Linked DNA regions of Sus scrofa: region 2 is linked to region 1. The links are chromatin contacts, called in public Hi-C maps. All regions are on one chromosome and are shown on one strand. Each heading gives the region's core, a stretch centred on a gene start, on an enhancer-like site or on the middle of the called end of the contact. The rest is flanking DNA. Distances are from core to core; before and after follow the strand shown. Region 1 has its middle 27 kb from the start of ZNF397. Region 2 holds the start of ZNF24 (zinc finger protein 24).

Evidence for each region. A called contact is a pair of places that touch in the nucleus more often than the background predicts.
Region 2: a Hi-C map of embryonic fibroblasts shows a contact between it and region 1, with 1.6 times the contacts expected there. The contact joins the promoter of ZNF24 here to the enhancer-like site in region 1. A contact is called at or near these places in 1 of 5 promoter capture datasets (liver) and 11 of 47 Hi-C or Micro-C datasets (brain, embryonic fibroblasts, epiblast stem cells and 7 more).

The regions. Positions count from the first base shown.
Region 1 is chr6:119,048,009-119,051,900 of Sscrofa11.1, forward strand. No RefSeq gene overlaps it. Among named protein-coding and RNA genes, the nearest start is that of ZNF397, 27 kb to the right of the region's middle. Within about 2 kb of position 2,208, at least 1 of the 83 cell types and tissues checked has an H3K27ac peak or open chromatin away from gene starts, as enhancers often do. A contact at or near this core is called in embryonic fibroblasts, where this site is marked.
Region 2 is chr6:119,165,464-119,169,355 of Sscrofa11.1, forward strand. It overlaps ZNF24 (zinc finger protein 24), which reads right to left and starts at 1,741. Exons shown (of 4, transcript NM_001243375.1): 1 at 1,650-1,741.

The sequences.
Region 1 (3,892 bases), core at 958-3,457:
AAATAAACATTCAACTGTTTGGGAATTATAAAACAACTTCCCAAACTGGTTATCATCTTCATAAAATTCAACTTTTAATGTAGTTCAAATCTGACTTTAAGCTTCCAAGTTTTCCATCTTGCCTAAGAAGCGAGCGCCCCTCCCTCACTCCCACTTTTTACCTCACCACATTATAGAAATATTCTCCAATAGCTTTATTTGCTACATTTAAATACTGGTTTATCTCACCCTCATGTTTGTATAAACATAGCAAAAGGATGCATGCCAAACTGTTGGCACCAGTGACTTAAACTTTGTCTTTATACCGTAATAACTGGACGCTTTGCAATATATATGCACTACTTAATAAACAACAAAGAATACTGTCTAGTTAAAAAAAAACTGTAAATATAAACATTATCACTTTCATTGCCAAATCGAGAAAAGGAATAAAATAGAACATTTCATTTGGAAGTATTCAAAAGTACTCAGCAAAAGCAAAATATCGACCAAGATTCTAAAAAAAGAAAACAGTCCTTATAAACTTCAAAAAATATTTTAAAATTTTCCCTCAAATGATTAAACCAAAATGGAAGAATAAATAAACCCATATTCCATTCAGTATGAAATGAACCTGTGGTTCACCTAAAGATCAAGCTTTGGCTAATTAGTAAAAAAGGGCCAGGCCAGAAGATGATAACCAGCCCAAAGAAAAAATAGAAGCACATGATTAAGTGAGCAGATGGCCACTTGCAATTTACTGTTTGATTTGGATTGATGGTCCAACTAGGGAAGCTCTTTAGCTTAAGCTCTTCCCTTGAGAGCCCTGGATGGCTGGACTCCAGTGATTTGTTCAGGTTAGAGCTCCTCTCCTCCCAGAAGTGCTTCCATAATTCATAAAAAGTCTAATGTGTGTATCAAACAAGCACAGACCAGGGGTCTACACTCCTTCAAGATGGCATGCTAACTAACTCTTTCCTTTTGGCCTCAGACAGACAGGGTAGAAAAGGGAAAGCATCTTTTTATCATCCAAATATCCAGTTTAAAAAGCAAAAAAAAAAAAAAAAAAAAAAAAGGAGGAACCATGCCTTATTTAAATCATTTTGTGTATAAACCTTAAGCTAATGTTAGCAAAAAAATTCTATTGATGCCCTGTGAAAGTAGAATTAGGCCCCAGGACAGGACTCAAAGTAGAAATGGGTGAACTCAGGAAAGAAAAACAGAGTATTGATTTAAGAAGGAGCCAAAAGCATGCTTCTGTGCATTTCTCGAGTTTGCTTAGAAAGAGCACATCCTATACCTTCATAATCAGCTCTAAAAGTCCTTCCCTAATGTGAACTGTCCAATCAATTAAAAACTATATGTTAATTAAGATGCAAGTGGCTACTGAATAAACAGAAAGAGATCCCAAACAAAACCAAAGATATTTCTGATAAGGTATAAGTAGAACATATACATCATTAAGTATTTTCTTTTGCATATAAACATCTGTTTTTAAAAAGGAAGAGTTTCCTGGTGGTCTAGCAGTTAAGGATTAGGCATCATCACTCCTTGACTCAGGTTCGATCCCTGGCCCAGGAACAATTTCTGTGCATGCCATGGGCATGGCCAAAAAAACTGGGGGGAAAGGGTGAAGAACCCAGATTTGGAAGGGAGTGGGGGTGCAGTAGGGAATTATGGTTTAGTCCAGCTTTGAGTTTTTCAGCTCAAAATATATTTAAATAAGATGGCTCTGTGGTACAAAAGGTAGTGCATTGAACTTCAAAAAATATTTAAATAAATAAAAACTGGAGGTTTTTAATGTCAGTCTGAGGTTACTGCCTTTATCTCTTGGGTTTTGTTTTTGTTTTGTGTTTTCTTTTTCTAACTAAAAAAATAAATAAATAGATACGGATATCTGTAATAATCTCTTTATAAGCCAGAGTTTTCCAATTACTATTTCTCCCAGTTTCAGTACCCTTTTCACTAGCAGAAAGTTATCTTGCACTCAATTGAAGATTTACAAGTTAAAACTCAAATCTTTTCTTTTCTAAAAAACTTCACAAACATGTTAAACAGGAAAAGGAAGTTGGAGTTAGGAACTGGGAGGCTATAAGAATTTTTTGTTTCTAAAGGATTGGATGCGACTGCCAACAATTCCGTGGTTTTAGCTGCTTTCAAAAGGAAGAATGTGATAATAGCTCCTGGGTGGAATAATTTTGGCTGGACTTGATTAAATCTAAGCTTAAAACTTACAGAGAACAGCTTGGACGGCATTTTTTTTTTTTTTTTTTTTAAGAAACAACTATGCATTTCATCTTACTGTGGCCTTGCCAAATTCAGGGCCTTTGGGAATCTGGCACTAGATTAGACACTAACAAAGCAAGCTAAATACCCTGGGTAATATGAGTTACATAACTCCAATCAACACTAATGAGTGTGTGTCTCACTAAAACCCTGCACGTGTAATTTTGGAAAGCAGTCCTTTCCTTTCACAAAGGGCCATTTCATTAAGCTCCCAAAAAGTAATCAAATGAGTGACAAATACTAGATACATTCACTTGGTATTTTTATTTATAATATCTTTTTCTTTTGGTAAATAAATTATTTTACACTTCCTAGAAATGCATCTAGATTTTGCTTCCAATATCATAAGCTTTGTTCTTGACATTATTTTCCGGTGGCTTCAGGATATGTGATTTTAGTACCATTGATGATAATTCTATAATACTTGAAAAATATCAACTATATGTTAGCTAACTCCTGGAGCCTCCATTTTCCAAATGTGAATACAAATAATATTACATAGTAAAAATCATCGGGAGTTCCCATCATGGCTCAGTGGTTAACAAATCCAACTAGGAACCATGAGGTTGCAGGTTCGATCCCTGGCCTTGCTCATGGGTTAAGTATCCAGCATTGCCGTGAGCTGTGGTGTAAGTCACAGATGTGGCTCATATCTGGCATTGCTGTGGCTGTGGTGTAGGCTGGGGGCTACAGCTCTGATAGACTCTTAGCCTGGGAACCTCCATATGCCACAGGTGCAGCCCTAGAAAAGACAAAAAAATGCAAACAAAAACAAAAATCATCCCAAGGACAAGACAGCATAAATGTACCTCTTCCTATTCTTCAAGTACTGCTAAAATCCTAGGATATTATATATACAATACATACATATACAATATATATTACATACATATACAATATACATTATAAACAATAAGAAGACTCTGAATATTTTTAAGTACTAAGAGAAAAGCACTCTATATCCATGAAAATATCCTTCAAGAATGAAGGGAGGAGTTCCCATCGTGGCTCAGTGGTTAATGAAACCGACCAGGAACCATGAGGTTTCGGGTTTCGATCCCTGGCCTTGCTCAGTGGGTTAAGGATCCGGCGTTGCCGTGAGCTGTGGTGTAGGTTGCAGACGCAGCTCGGATCCCGAGTTGCTGTGCCTGTGGCGTAGTCCGGCGGCTGCAGCTCCAATTCGACCCCTAGCCTGGGAACCTCCATATGCCGTGGGAGCAGCTCAAGAAAAAGGCAAAAAGACAAAAAAAAAAAAAAAAAAAGAATGAAGGGAAAATCAGATATTCTCAGATGAAAGAAAAGTAAGAGAATGTGTTGCCAGCAAACCTGCCTCAGAGAATGGCTAAAAGAAGTTCTTGAATCAGAAAGGAAATGATAAAAGAAGGAAATGTGGAACATCAGGGAGGAAGAAAGAACAAAAAGAGTAAAAGTTTATGTAAATACAATAGGCATTTCTCTTAAAAATATATTAAGAGAAAATCTCTTGAGTTTTCTAAATTGCCTTTAATGGATGAAGCAAAAAAATTATAATATCATTTGATATTAATGTAATTAATGTGGTTCTTAATGTAAGTAGAGGAAGTAAGATGGAGGATGTAAGGCTTCTATACTTTATTCGAAATGGCAA
Region 2 (3,892 bases), core at 491-2,990, 120 kb after region 1:
AAAAAATCAAAAGAACACTTCATGTCAGGTGAATATTGATAGAAATGAAAGTGTCTGTCTCCATAAATAATTTTACTTATTTGTTCACTATTGATGCTACAACAGCGTGACTACTGTACTCTACTCAATAGAGTTGAGTAGTTGCAATAAATGCTACATGTCATGAAAAACTTAATATTTACCATCTGGCCCTTTTGAGAGAAGTATGCCAATCTATGTCTACAAAACTTGCCTATCTCGGTGTTATCTAAATGGAACACATTATTTGCAATTCAATACCGGTGTAACCTGACACACCTGAGTCACCTCAAAAGGAGGGGTATCTTTTTTAGCACCTGCTTAAAAAATTTTGACAATTTTTTTTTTTCAGGGCTAAGAAATAGTTTTAAAATGTTTAAGAACTCCCTGGACTAAAATATACATGAAAAAAATATTCACCTGCTCAATAACAGATACATGATGTTGAAAAAAACCACTAGGTGCCATAAAATTCAAATATTATTCAGTCACCCGAGACACCATAAGTACCTTTCAATTTGTAATGTGGGCATTAATCATAGCAAATTCTATGAAGAAAAGGGACTCTCATAACACCTTGACTTCCCACAGTGGCGCAGACTCTAATCCTTACACTGGATGACTCACAATCTCCCCAGCTTCTACCTTCAGGGAAACCTTGGGCTATTTCTGATCCTTTCCTTAGTATTTGCACAGTCATGCCTATGCCATTGTTTAAAACACCTACTGGGAACAAGCCATGCAGTTACTCAATATTATCTATTCAGGGCCCGGAATCTGAAAGTCAGTAACTGCCCAAAACTTCCTGTAAACCTATCAAGTCTAGGTATCAGAAAAAAATCTTACCAAGTAATATACATACAGGTTTGTTTAAGCACTCTGGAGTGTGGCGGCCTTATAAACAAGGTTTAGCCAACAGTATTCGTTTGTTCCTATTCCAAAACCCTACCTTACCATTGGCTCAAACACTCTAGAAAAATAAAATTTCTCTCCCCTTTACGTTTTCATACAGCACCCTGCCGATGGGACGTGAGGAGGTGCGGGGAATGCGAACCCGCAGTCCCAACCAGGTTTGCGCAGGGAGTCCTGTCCCACGCGACCTTCCCACTCACTCAGCGGAGTGCCGTGGCGAACCCGGCCCCCACCAGACCACTCCAGCCCCTCTTCTCTCCACACTCCCGGCTGCGGCTTTCGGAAGACCAGAGGCCACCTAGCCTCAACAGCGCCGGAGTCACGGCACTTCCGCTCGAGGCCGGCCAAACTACAAGTCCCGGCAGCCACGGCGGAGGACCGCCCACCCCCCTCCACCCGAAAAGAATCCCAGAACCCTCCGCGAGATGCCAGGGCCTCGAAATAGAACAAAACCGGCCGATGGGGGAGGGGGGAAGGCGGGGGTCGCGGAAGGCACAAGGAAGGGAGGACTCTCCAAGGGTGCCGAAAGCCCTATCTGGCTTTCTGTCTATCCCTCCCTGTCTCCCAGCTGCTGGGCGCTGAGACCGTGGCCTGTCCCCCGCGCCTCCCGGGAAGCCAAGGAAGGTCACCGCCAAGCTTTTTCGCTAACTCTTGCCAAGCGGACCACAGCCTCTAGCCCAGCCTCCCTCGCACGCTCTTCCCCCCTCTCTCGCGCAAACCTCAAGCTCGGGAACTGCAACCGCTTCGCTGTCCACGGCCGACGCAGAAACGCCGCCGCTCACAAGCCGTTTCCCAGAAGCCCCCGGCGCAGACTGCTTCCGGTCTGTGGGCCCCAGGAGGCGGGGGGTAGGCGAAGCCCCGCGTTGCCATAGAGATGCGCTCCGGGCTGGGGGAAGGGCTGTCCAACTACAATGACCGCTTTGAGGCTGCGCTTGGCCTCACGCCTCTCTCCCCTGGTTAGCCCAGTCTTCTGTGTTCCCCTTAAAAGACCAGGAAAGGAAAGAAAAAATTCTGCCACTAATGTAGTCTTTACGGTGTCATAAGTCTTTTCACATGCATTATCTCATGTGATCTTCACAGTAATCCTCTGAAAGAAGTAACAAAAGCTAATATTTATGTGTGCTAACCACGTTGTACCAGGTTCTGTCACCGTGGTTTACATGTCTTGTAATTTAATTTTCGTGAAAACCCTATGATGTAAGAACTTTTATTATCCCCATTTCACAGCTGAGGTAATTGAGGCTCAAGTAAATAGCTTGCGGAGAATACATAACTAGTAAGTACGAAGCAAGATTTGAAGCCAAGGCATGACTCTAACCTTTGGCTACCATTTGCTGTGCTATAGAGCTTTATTATGACTAATTAATTTGTCAGGGAAACAAGATGAGACTCTTAATCAAGAGCTTTGGCAATGATCGCAGAGTGAATTTGCAGAATGCATGGTTATCTTCTGACTTTAGGCTTGACATTTCATACTACAAAACAGCTGCCAAAGTGATTTAAAAACATAAATCAGACCACTTAATGCCCCTACTTAAAGGCCTTCAGTGGATCCCTACTGCATTAATTATGACATTAAAAACTGCTTACATTGGCCTGTAAGGCCCCCTGTGGTTTTTCCCTGCCCCCACCTTACCCCCACACCCCAGCTCTTAGCCTTGTTGTGGCTGGCAATCGTCAGCCTTCCTGACCATTTCTTCCTCCTGGAAGCCTTCTCACGCTCATAGCACTGGGTAGAAGTGATCTTATGTATTCATTTCACTGGTTTTTGTTTTATTTCGTTTTGTTTGTAAGTCCCATAAGGGCAGGGACCTTGCCTGTCTTGTTCACCACAGTATTCCCATGTAGTCCCGGGATGCTGACTGCCTGGTACATAGAGAACTCAATAAATATTTGTTGAATAAATGAATGAAATGTGGGCTGGTCACATTGCTGCCTTTGCTAGGTCACATGTTCAGCATCAGGAACCACACAAAAGAGCCCTGTTGTTTAAGGTCTATGTTAGAAGTACAGGTCCAGCCTTCCAGCAGCCTTCCAAGATCTTCAGGCTTCAGCTTTCTGCCTCTTTCAGAGTGCCCTTTGCAAAGTGCCCTTAGGCTCTGCTGAATTCATGAATGAGAGCGCAAGTGAGTCAGCTGATGATCCCATAGCACTACTTTACTCTCTGACCAGGATTTTGCCTCCCCAGAACACCTGCTACTTCTGATGGCCCTTCTTCTCTTTCTTTTTTAGGAGGTTTCTGAAATCCAGACTTTTTTTTTTTTTCTCTTTTCTACTTGGCTACTACCACCAACCTGCTTGGCTGCTCTTCCCAACCTTTCCGTCTTTTGTGACTCTAAAAGCTAGCTCAAGGCATTTTTGTTTTGCTTTGCTTTAAGAGGTTTTTTAACATCTAATTAATGTTGGAAAACAAAAAATATACACATCAAACAGACATATCTGGGGAGGTTAAAAATGCAAGATTTTACGAAACTCTTTGCCTGGTGTTCATTCTGTCACTTTTAATTTTTTTCTGAGAGAGTAAATGGAAACCACCATGAAGTTTTCCTCTCTAATTTGCTCGTTTGAGGGCCGGGACTGCCAACACCCACTTTGAAACACCATCCTTCTGAGCCCTACTAGGTGAGCTCTTTCCTGAATGGTGACCTCTGTTGCTATCTTAAAGATATAGTCAAGATAGAGCATCATGTTCCTCTGGGCAACCTGAATGTAGGGAAAACCTCCGTGCCAGTGCCTGCTGACCTTGCACATATCCACAGAGGCCACAGAGACAATGCTTGAGCAGCAGCTGCTCTGAGTCTTGGCAGAAAACCCTGTGATCCTCCTGAAAGAGGAGAGGCTCCTGATGAGCTGTTACAAGGCCATTTGCCACTCAGCTCCCTGTCTTCCCAGGAGGCTGTCGTGGAACCATTGCTCCTGGCTTCCCCAGGTTGTGATGAGGCTTTCTGCCTCACCTGCCTGG